Linked DNA regions of Mus musculus: all the other regions are linked to region 4. The links are chromatin contacts, called in public HiCAR-type and promoter capture Hi-C maps. All regions are on one chromosome and are shown on one strand. The core of a region is the stretch at or near the end of the contact, and the rest is flanking DNA. Distances in the headings are between cores, read along the strand shown.

What was found. Promoter capture Hi-C pulls out the DNA fragments that hold promoters and counts their contacts. HiCAR-type assays count read pairs that join an accessible place to other places.
Region 1: a promoter capture Hi-C map of the SN4741 cell line shows a contact between it and region 4, with 3 times the contacts expected there. The contact joins the enhancer-like site here to the promoter of Ccdc190 in region 4. A contact is called at or near these places in 2 of 39 promoter capture datasets (the SN4741 cell line and cranial neural crest), 1 of 15 datasets of contacts at CTCF or cohesin (the NIH/3T3 cell line), 1 of 484 Hi-C or Micro-C datasets (cortical neurons), 1 of 115 datasets of contacts at active chromatin or transcription factors (embryonic basal ganglia) and 1 of 9 other capture datasets (embryonic stem cells).
Region 2: a contact with region 4 is called in a HiCAR-type map of astrocytes, with 2.4 times the contacts expected there. The contact joins the enhancer-like site here to the promoter of Ccdc190 in region 4. A contact is called at or near these places in 3 of 39 promoter capture datasets (embryonic stem cells and liver), 2 of 484 Hi-C or Micro-C datasets (cortical neurons and embryonic stem cells), 2 of 115 datasets of contacts at active chromatin or transcription factors (astrocytes and neural progenitor cells) and 1 of 9 other capture datasets (macrophages).
Region 3: a promoter capture Hi-C map of hippocampal neurons shows a contact between it and region 4, with 16 times the contacts expected there. The contact joins the enhancer-like site here to the promoter of Ccdc190 in region 4. A contact is called at or near these places in 11 of 39 promoter capture datasets (the SN4741 cell line, cranial neural crest, embryonic stem cells and 8 more), 1 of 15 datasets of contacts at CTCF or cohesin (the NIH/3T3 cell line), 39 of 484 Hi-C or Micro-C datasets (the 4T1 cell line, CD8 T cells, ECoMG myeloid progenitors and 24 more), 9 of 115 datasets of contacts at active chromatin or transcription factors (the HPC-7 cell line, embryonic basal ganglia, embryonic forebrain and 5 more) and 3 of 9 other capture datasets (adipose tissue, embryonic stem cells and liver).

Annotation. Positions count from the first base shown.
Region 1 is chr1:169,624,654-169,627,353 of GRCm38.p6, forward strand. No RefSeq gene overlaps it. Among named protein-coding and RNA genes, the nearest start is that of Rgs5, 29 kb to the right of the region's middle. Within about 2 kb of position 1,413, at least 10 of the 459 cell types and tissues checked have an H3K27ac peak or open chromatin away from gene starts, as enhancers often do. A contact at or near this core is called in the SN4741 cell line, where this site is marked.
Region 2 is chr1:169,466,768-169,469,467 of GRCm38.p6, forward strand. The region is part of intron 2 of Gm34535 (a long non-coding RNA gene); the gene reads left to right. Among named protein-coding and RNA genes, the nearest start is that of Gm34535, 5.2 kb to the left of the region's middle. Within about 2 kb of position 1,299, at least 27 of the 459 cell types and tissues checked have an H3K27ac peak or open chromatin away from gene starts, as enhancers often do. A contact at or near this core is called in astrocytes and neural progenitor cells, where this site is marked.
Region 3 is chr1:169,518,206-169,520,905 of GRCm38.p6, forward strand. All of the region lies in intron 6 of Nuf2 (NUF2, NDC80 kinetochore complex component), which reads right to left. Among named protein-coding and RNA genes, the nearest start is that of Nuf2, 12 kb to the right of the region's middle. Within about 2 kb of position 1,401, at least 22 of the 459 cell types and tissues checked have an H3K27ac peak or open chromatin away from gene starts, as enhancers often do. A contact at or near this core is called in cerebral cortex, cortical neurons and hippocampal neurons, where this site is marked.
Region 4 is chr1:169,927,636-169,930,335 of GRCm38.p6, forward strand. Ccdc190 (coiled-coil domain containing 190) reads left to right here and starts at 1,304. Exons shown (of 4, transcript NM_001033185.2): 1 at 1,304-1,368; 2 at 2,284-2,525. The coding sequence starts at 2,339. Gm39699 (a long non-coding RNA gene) reads left to right here. Exons shown (of 3, transcript XR_865723.1): 2 at 186-394; 3 at 675-953.

The DNA.
Region 1 (2,700 bases), core at 163-2,662, 300 kb before region 4:
AATGACACGTGGCTTCTAAGACCTTAGAGCCCACAATGCCACCCTCCTCTCTAATGACACACTTCCTCTAACAAGGCCACACCTCCTAACATATCCAACAGTGTTACGAAGTAGGGACCAGTTATTTAAATGCCCAAGAATATAAGGGACATTTCATTCACACCTCTATAATTACATACACACTGCCTTTTATACTTTTTCCCAAAGTTCACAGGAAGTTGACAGGTAGAAAGGGCAGTTTGGGTTACCTTAATATGAAGTACTGCCTAAGATTTCTCATCTTTGCCTTGAATACAAGCCTGGTGACTCCCAGGGCAAAGTTATTTTCAGCTTAAACACAAATGTCTCATTTTGTTCTTTTTTTATTCAGAAAATTGAAGATCTTAGGAAACATGATGTAAATTGGAACCATAGTCATCTTTACATTACTCAGGAATGAATACAAGTACAAAACGTTAAATCCAATTGTTTTCAGTCACACAGTGCTTTAGATGAGAAGCCCGGGTTTATTTCCATTCATTTAGTTGGTAACTTGATAAATATTTGTTAATGACCAGCTATAAACCAGGAACCATGAAAATGCTGGTGATCCATCAATAAACAGTGCATGTATTGAGATTTTCATTAGAATGAGGGGGAGGGGTTTTGGTGAAAAGAATGTTTGAGTGAAAGTGTGAATGAGGTGGAGAAAGTCATGGAGCTCAGCCGGGGACAGCATTCTAAATCAAGGGACCACAAGGGACACGCCTGGAGGGCTAAGTCTGTGTAATTGTTTGGAGGCATAGCAAGAAAGTCAGTGTGTATAGGACACCATGGGTTGGGGAGAAGAGTAGAAGATGAGTCAGAATGGGATCAGTCGATAGGCTCAGGATGCAGAGAACAAAGGTGAACTTGTATGAGACATCGAATGAGGAAGCCATCAGGATGCTTTGAGTAGAAAGGTGACAAAACATAGCTATTAACATGATTACCCCGAAACTGTATTAAGAATAGACCACAAAAGACATATGATTATAGAATGTGTAGGAAGCTTAATCACTAGCTCAGGTGACAGATGATGCTAGTTTGGATCAGGTGGCCCACACAAGCGAGAGAGAGTATTTTCTTCTGCCTGTCACTAGGATCAGCCAGCTCTCTACTTAGATCATTTATAGGAGTGATAAATGGCCAGTGGTTAGCATGATCACGGAGGAATCTGTTTCAGGGTTGTTCTTCTCTTTTGTCTTTGTTGCTAGGCTAACCTTGACCTCACAGTCCCTCTGTGTCTTTCTCTGCATGTTGGCATTGCAAGAGGGCATCGCTACGCCAAGCCCACTCAATATGGATTTTCAAACACTGAAAGGGTTGAGTAAAGAAAAATCATCTGTGGTGGTTTGAGTGAGAATGACCTCATATATTTTAATGCTGAGTCACAGAGGGCAGAACTGTTTCAAAGTATTAGAAAGATTGGGAGGTGTGGCCTTGGTGGAGTAGGTTTGGCATTGTTGGAGGAAGTGTCTCAGTGCAGATGAACTTTGAGGTTTCAAAAGCTCATGTCAGGCCCTGTCTCTGTATCTGTCTCTTCATATGTGTTTCTTCCTCTCTGTCTCTCTCTCTTCCTGACCTCTGATCAGGATGTAAAGGTCTCAAATACCACTGCAGTGTCTGTCTGCATGTCATCATGTTCCCTGCCATGAAGATAATGGAGTAAGCCTCTGAAATTATAAGCAAGCTCCTAATTAAATGCTTCTTTTTATAAAAGAGTTGCCTTGGTCATGGTGTCACTTCACAACAATAGAACGGTGATGAAAATGCAATCTATGGTTTTGAAGAACTGTTAGTAATAACCATTTATTCTATTTACAGATACATATTATATTTACCAATAACAGTAAATTTCCAATTAGTTAAAACTGATTTATTTGGATATGATAACAGTTGTCTTTAATGATTCACACATAAGGTAGAATTTGGCACTAAAGTGATCACTTTTCTGTTGTTGACTAAAAGAGTAGTTCTCTACTTTAGCTGTTCTCTGTGCACATACTTGGCATTTGTTTCATGCTCAAAGAGAAGTCCTGGAGCCTGCTTTAGTGAACATTCTGAGCATGCTTCATTATGGTAGCAGTTCCCCCAGAAGCCACAAAAGATTCTTGAGGTCTTGGTCCAACGTGAACATGCTCTTCCTTGGGAGACTCTAATACTGGTTGAGCAGTGCTTCCATGACACTTACTCAATTATGAATTGTGATTGACTGGACCAGTGTGCCTACTGAAGCAAATATAAGAGTCCAAGCATCACCAATCTCAAGTAATTGTTGGAGATCCCTGGAAGAGCCTTGGGTTTGCAACCATACGGCAAATATTCCTCTAAACCAAGCAGGATTTGATTATATTGCTTGCAGAGGTGTGGTCTCCTTGTATTTCTCTTGTAAAGATGTGGACACTTGTCTGGAAAGAATGGTATCACAACAATAAGTAAACCTGTCCTTACATGAAAAGGGGATCTGAAACTCTGACACCATGCAAGCCTCTCCTGGATGTGGGAAACGTCTTTTGTAGCAGCAATCAAGTTTCTTTCTGGCTTGAAGATCCTGTGATAACTTTACACAGGAACCCATTTTCTTTAAAACCCAACTAATGACCCCCTGTTGCTTCTAGACTATAAACAACAGTTTGATCTTATCATGTTCTGGAGGAAATGAGGAACATGTACAAAACT
Region 2 (2,700 bases), core at 49-2,548, 460 kb before region 4:
CATCCAATCCTGTTTGGCTCCATGTCAGATGACATGGTCCAAAGCTCAGTGAAGAGCAGCCATACTGCTAGAAAGTCCTGAGTTATTGATATACAACTAATACTCACGAGAACAATCAATGAGCCCACTAGCATTGTTGGATCACCAGGAGAAAAATAAATGTAACTAACAGAGTGGTGCCTCTCAAACATTAATTGATAGGTTCACAGATCACCTGTGCGACCTAGTAAAACTGCATTCTGGTCCACTTGTCATGGGGTGGGATGGATTTTCTAACAAGCTCCTAGGAGATACTTGAGCAGCCACTCTCTGAGAGGCAGGACAGAATACACAGTCCTTGACTTTTCCCCACCTCCTACCCTGGGATCTACTTATGTGCTAGTGGCCCTCAGGGACAATGTACTGATGATGCTGACTCTTTAGGAAGACTGAGAAATACAGAAATTTGAGCACCAAATAGCAGACACAGAAAATGTCACGTGTCTCACATTGATACTTTCCTGAGTGACGACCACGTCCTCCTCTTTGCAACTGTGAGTGCTTTAAAGGCCACTGTATCATCTCAATGATATCACGTGTTCGTTATCTTGAAAAGTGCTTGTTACGTAGCTAGTAGATTCTCAGCAAATATTTATCAAGCAGAAATGAATCCCTCCTTGGTACACACTAAAATGCCCCATGCACACAGCAGGCACTCAATAAAAGCTTGTTGAGTGAATTAATAAAGCTGGAAAGATGTAATGACTGTGGTGCTGGGTGAAGGAAAATATTATTTCTCATCAAAATCATCTGAGCAAGATCACCTCGTAGAACTCAATGGGCACTGAGGGAAACAGCATTGATGTTAGACAAAGTCCTTGGAAACCAGTAGGCCACAGCTGACAACCCAAATTGGTTTGGGTACCATCTGGTGCTATGATTGGAGCATTTTTCATGCTCACTAATAAAGAACTCAGCCTGGCTTTGGGGAGGACTGGGTCAAACCAGAGACTTCTGAGGTCTAAGCATGGAACCAGCTTTCAGTGGCTGTAAAGAGCTGGGGACTTGGGCTGCCATTTCACCTGCCCATGACTAGGCATGTGGCCTGTGAAGAAACAAAGGCGAACTCCAGGGACCAGCTCCAGAGCCCCAGCTTTGTGTGGAGCCCACCAGGGCATACCTGACTGTGAGGCTGGAGCCAGTGAAAAGCTCCTTTCTCTACATTTGGCTTATAAAAGAAGCCAGTGGCTTGAGTCCACCAGCTTCCTGCAATCTCCGACTGCAGAGCAGCTCTGGGACGCACAGACCGGCAGGGGAACAAACAAGGGGCAACGCTGCCAAAGCTAAGAACAAAAGATGGCTTGCATTTCTGGGGTTGCATGGGATGTAGCCTGGGAGCTTTGCTCTCATTCAAAGGAAAAAGAAAAACAGAAAAGAATATTTGGAGTCTGGGATACAGAGGACAGAACAGAATTATTATTCTTCATGAGGAAAAACAGAGGTGCAGGAGGGCAGCTCCTAAGCAGAAGCGTGTTTAAAAATAGAACAGCCCCAGAGTAAGAAGACTTCAAAGTGTGCATTGGGTTTTCTTCCAGCTCTACGTATCCTTAAAGATGTTCCACAGTACCTGCAGAGAAGGCCATGGGACCTTCTCTTGTCTCCTTGTGTTGTAAGTTCTCTCTTTGCTCTTTGCCTGGAATGACTAAGGCAGAGGAAATGCCTGAAGACGAAGAGATGAACGTGGAGAAGAGTTAAAGTCATCCTTAAAGATTAATGAGCACCTCAAGCTAACCTAAGGTCAATGAATAGCCTTTAAAAGCCCTGGCTGGAGAACCCAAAACTCCTAAATCTAAAGATCACACAAAATCTGGAACTTCTCGAGTATCAGGTGAGATCCTCAGGACAACAGGTTTCGGTGTTTGAGATTTTGGAAAACTCAACCAGTAAAGTCCATATAAAATAGGCCAAAAGTCTGGCCAGTGAGATGACTAAGCATGTAAAGGCACTTGCCACCCAGCCTGACAATCTGGGTTCTATTGCCCAGGACTCAAGTGACAGAAGGAGAGAACTGACTCCCTAAAGTTGTCCTCTGGTTGCCACATGGACACAAACCTCCATGACATGACCACACCTGCCCACAAAAAGCCAAAAATACAATTGTTTTTATTTAATCCCCAAATTTGAAAGACTGAAATCTATAGCATTTCTGGTCCCAGGTATGTCCAATGAGTGCTACTCCCTACTTGATCTATGAAAACTAATAGTAATTAGCAGGTTTTAGATCACTTACCAAGTACCAGGAGTCACTCGGTGCTTTGCCTATGTTAAGTAATTGCCATCCACTTATAGATGGGTTACCTAACAGCCACTGGCATTTTAAACATAAGGACACTGCAAAACTAGCAGGGAAGTGACTGCCACAAGTGCTTTCAAAAAATAAACCATAAAGCCATGGTTGGAAAGCCATCATTCTGACTCTACCGCCTGCCTTAAACAATGTGACACCTCTGAAGGAACACCAGTCCTTAGTCACTTGCCTCTGCTTTATGGATGGAAGCCAGTTCTCAGGTGCATTTCCTTATGGCCCCAGGGATGCCCGACCCAACAGCATTGACCTATCGTGCAATGTTCTGTGCTGTAGGACAGAAGATGTAAGCTCTAATCCCCTCTCTATGCTACTGTAACCTCACATTCTATCTCCCACTCAGTCACTCTGCCTTC
Region 3 (2,700 bases), core at 151-2,650, 410 kb before region 4:
CCCTGTGAGCAGAGGCCAGCAGGGGGAGTCCGACAGCCCCTGTGAGCAGAGGCCAGCAGGGGGAGTCAGACAGCCCCCTGTGAGCAGAGGCAGATCAGAAGCATCCCAAGTCTGTGATGAAATCCCACAAAAAGGAGGAACAACTATTTTTTATCTGACAGGAGAGCAATGTCTCAGTCTTACAAAAGCTATAAACAGTATGGAAAACTAACAACCACAAAATTTCCCAGAAGCCCACAGTTCACTCAAGTAGCTAGGAAGTCATAATAAAATTTAAAAGCAAAGACAAGAAAATAAGACAGACACACTAAATGGAATAAAGACAAAGAATATGAGTGGGTTTCTTTTCAGGAATAAGGGAGCCAGAATATAATGCAGCAATAAATTTCCCCTTCTTGTATCAAGGGTTTTTATTACTGGTCTTCCTTGTAGATACTGTTTTCAACAATGTTAGCACACCTTACAGGCACTAGAATGCTGTTAACCTAGACTGCCATACTTAAGAGAATGAGATGTTTAACACTAAATGTGATGCAGGCATGGCAGGACACACTGGGAATCCAGTACTCAAGGTGCTGAAGCCGGAGTATTTCAGTTTCTAGGAGAGCCTGAGATACACAGTGAGAGTCTGAATATAAGAATAGCCAGAGAGATGGCTCAGAAGCTAAGAGCACTTGCTGCTCTTGCAGACGACCCGAGTTAGGTTCCCAGCACCCACGTGGTACTCCCAACCTCATGGAACTCTACCTCCAGGGATCCAACAACTTCTCCTGGCCTCCATGGGCACTATGCATACACATGGTATACAGAACACACAAAGGCCCACACTCCTATACCGACACACACACACGATAAGTAAACCTTTTTTCAAAGATTTTTTAAAAAAAAAAAAATCCAGTAGTCAAAATACAACAAGATGAAGAAAGTGGAAATAGATAAATATTGTAAGAAAGAAACAAAAAGATTAAAGGTAAATTTAAGCATATCAATAACATTTAACACAACTGAGCTAAGCACTCCAGTTAAAAGGCAGTGAGTGAGAGTGAAAGTAATAAATTCACAAAAGATTTTAAGATCTCCATTACTCATTCAATACAGCAACCAAAAAAAAATCTGAAGGAACGCTCCTAACCAACTGGTCCAAGCGTGCAGTGTGCCCTACTCGGTGACAACGTGCAAACGCATGCTGTGCAAGAGAACACATGTGAATGCACACTGGATCCAACAAGTAGAGCGGCAGGCTACGATGCTGTGTCCTCCGCAGTATGGCATGCAGGTCTACTCCAGAGAGGAGAGCATCAGAAACCACAGAGGAAGTGACAGAGGGGCAACTCAACAAAGAAGCAAGCAGCACAGCACAGGCTCCACCTCCCCAGCTCCCACATCGGGATACAGAGCCTGCCTGGATGCACAGTAACAGATGAACGAGTGCCATCTGCCTGATTTCAAGTCTCAATCTAAGGCAGGAAGGATGGTGTAAAGACAAACACCGAGATGAGTGCTCTAGGAAACTGGATATGCAGACGGAACTAAGGCAGAGCCTAGTGAATAGCAAGCCCAGAAAAACATCCAATTCGTGTAGGACATACATCTTTATTTTTCAGAAGTTTTCCATCCATAGCAAAATCTGAGTAAGGATTTGGTAGTTCCCAGTATCCCACCTGTCAGACCCTCTCTCCCAGCATCTGTGTGAGTGGCACTGTTGTTAGGAATAAGGCGTAGAGAAAATGTGCACTAACACATCATTATCTCTCTGCATGTACACACACGTGCTCGCTGCTGCTGTACTGTCTGTGGGATGTGACAACTGCAGAATGGCAGGCACATACCACCACTGTAGTAACACGGAGGGGTTACTATCCTAAAATGGTCTTGCGTTCTAGTTAATTGTTCCTCCTCTGTGAAGGCTCACAATTACTGATGTTTTCCCTCTCTTATACATCACACGATTACAGAGCCTTTTTAGATTGGCCCCTTTCCATTACAATGTGCACCTATGCTTTCTCATGGATTGATAGCTCATTTCCATTTAACACTACCTAACATTCCACTGCTGGGATGTAGTCTGTATACTGATGCACCGAAAGCCATGATGGTTTCTGAGACTTAGAAACTATGCTACATACATCGCTGTGTGTGTCTTTATGTGAACAGTTGGGGCCCCTTTGGGTAGATACAAAGGAGCCCAACTCCTGGATCATCCGGTAGGAACAGGTTTCATTTTGCTAGAAACTGCCAAAGTGGCTGCATCCCTGTGCACTGACACTAGCAAAGAACTCAGGTATCCACTGTCCCAAGTCTGAAGCAAGACTGCCTCACACTGTCATGCCTTTTTATACAAAGTGTCACAGTAAGTTCATGGGGAAAGGGTGACGTCTCAACAGGTAGTGCCACTCCCATGAAAAGGGAAAATATGAACAGTGACTCACTGCACACAATACTAAAACATTAAACAATCAAAACAAGACAATACCCCCCAAGCACTCGGACGCAAATCTCAGCCACGTAGATCTAGTGAAGTCTTAGTAAGACATACAATTTTTAAAGAAAATCAATCAAAATATTCAAAACTGAAAGATATTTTGCTCTTTAAAGATAAGTATAAAATTGAAAAGGCAAACAACAAACTAGAAGAAAATACCTGCATAATCAGCTGGTCATTTATTTAAAAAATATCTATCTAAAGTTTCAATAAACAAA
Region 4 (2,700 bases), core at 54-2,553:
GGAAGAGGGAGAGGACACAGAGGAGGAGGAGGAAGAAGAAAAGCAGAGCAGAAGAACATGGCTTGGAGAAACTACAAGTTCTAAGGGGTCACATAGATGTGGAAGATGGTAGTGTAGGGGTTGATCTGCCCAATCTAGGTGCACAGCATGGATTCATATTAATTGAGTTGTGCTTTCATTGCCAGGGCATATTTGGGCTGGATATTTACCGCTTCATGGGGGCAACAAAGCTCTGTTGCTATGCACTTCACCAGGCCTGCCGATGGGGACTAGAGTGCCAGTTTCCCTTATGCGGCACCCCACTTTCTGTAGTAATTGTCTTGGAGATTGTGCCCTACTTGTTTAAATCCTGGAGAGGAAGAACTTGTGCATGGGAGAAGCACTGGCTGGGAAGGTATCATTTCCTACTTAGAGAACAATGACCCGCCCTCCCTCTCTCACCTCCCCAGTAATCTCTTTAGAATAGTTTGTTTGCCGGGTGGTGATTGTGGGTAGTAGGGGCTGCTTAGCTGCCTTTCATAAACTGGGATTACTGGGCCCCAGTGTTGGCAGCTGTCTTTAGACTGTGGAATCTTACTGCCTCTCATTCTCAGAAGGATCCCCAAGGAAACAGTTAGAGTCCCATCCAGTATCTTCGTCTATAACCCATAGCTCAACTCTATTCTCTGCTGCAGCTCTCCAAACGTGAAGACAAAAGTTGATTCAAAAATATATATCACTTCATCTCGTGCTGTGTCCAAGCCTTTGAAAATCTAAATAAACTTTGAAATGCACCGAACAAGGCTGGAAGACTGGAAACACCCAGCGTGGAGCGCAATAACGTAGAATAAGCAAATTCAATGCCTTTCTGTGCAAAATGTGCCCAGTCATGAATGGGAAGGCAGGGTGCTTTCTTTTGGTTTCCAAGAAGCCAGAAAAGGGGTGGGAGATGGGGCGGGAGGAGGGGCAGGGGCAGGGGAGGTAGAAGCGAAGCAGAGGGAGGTGGAAGAGAAGAGACTGGTTACAAACAGTGAGGGACTCTTGGCTTTCATTCTTGGCTCCCATGGACACGGCCTAGGAGCACCGCAGGCCTCCCTGGGGAGGGCTGGAAGTTGGCAAGCTTCCTTTATCCTCAAAACAAGTTAGAGATGTGGCCTCTTCAAGAGCAAATGGGACCCAAGGCTCGAGGAGTCGACGGCATTCCTAACCAGGGGTCGCAGGAGGAAAGGACAGAGCTTTCGAGTGTAACTAACCTTCTCCTGGCCCCGCCCCCTTCCAGCCCCCTTCCCCACCCTCACCCCCCTTTACACAGGCTCACACGCTTAGTGAAGAAAACAAGCTTGGAGCCAAAGAAACAAAGATTTTCCTGGTGAGGAGCTGGGTTTGCAGGTAAGTGCTACCCCCTGTATTTTTGGGTGAAGCTTTAATCTATACTTCAGAATCTAAATCAAACTGACTCGAATTCGGCTCTTAAATTAGAGCTGCCTTGTGTCTGGCCTTAGCCCCACCCCACCCCCTTTTTTGACATTTCAATTTTTTTTTCTTATTCACTTTACATTCCACTCACTGATCCCCCTTCCCTCTCACCTCCTCCCACAATCCTTCCTTCCTTACCCCCTTCTCCTCTGAGTGAGTAACCCCCTCCACCCTCTTCCCCCTACCCTGGCACTTCAAGTCTCTGAGAGGCTAAGCGCCTCCTCTCCCACTGAGGCATCCCAGCTGAAAGAGCACATCCCACATACAGGCAACACCTCTTGGGACAGTCCCCCGCTCCAGTTGTTTGGGACCCACATAAAAACCAAGCTGTACACCTGTTATATATGTGCAGAGTCCTGGTCCAGCCCATTTACGGTCTTTGATTGGCCGTTCAGTCTGGGAGAGTCTTGAGGGTGCAGGTTAGTTGATTCTGTTCATCTTCCTGTGGAGTTCTTATCACCTTAGTGGCTGTAAACCTTCCTCCTATTCTTCCATAAGAGTCCCCAAGCGCCATCCACTGCTTGGCTGTGGGTGGATGCCCTTCTTTAATGCTAATCTTTTCCTGAACTACTACCACCAATACCTAAGGGAGAGCACCTGACCTGACTGACCACTATCCCGCATGCATTCTGTGTTGTAGCCCTGAGGTGAGTATTGGCAGGGACTCTCGTTCCTTCCTGAGAGTGCTACTGGAGTTAAGAAGGTAGAGGTGTGGGTTTGGATGTGGAGACTTCATCTGACTAGGCAGTTTAAGATTTAATAAAATTAGATTTCAAACTAATCAGTGACCAATGACCAGAAGCCACCATGCTGACCTTGTTCTTTCAGGTTATCTGTGGTCCCTGGAGGACACTGGCTTTACTGTCACCCACGCGTGAGGAAGATGGACAGAAGCATGGTGAAGGGACCTCTGTATAAGCAGTTTGACTTGGAGAGAAAGAGTGCCAGGCAAGCAGAAGCCAGACTCAGCCTTAGACTGCAAAGGCTGGAGATCATCTGCCTCTATCACGTGAAATCGCTAGCCAGGGAGCAGAGACAGCTTCAGAAAGAACTGCAGCGCCTGCAGCAAGGTGAGGCTCTGTCATGAGTGGCAATGGGCCCCCACTTCCAGTCCTAAGGAGTAATTTACTGGGGGAGGTGGGGGAGGGCACAGCCCCCGCCTCACGGTGGGATGCTCATTAACATTATCAGGTAGCTGCGTGTTTATAAGATCGATATAAAAAGAAATACCCTGTGCTTTTATGA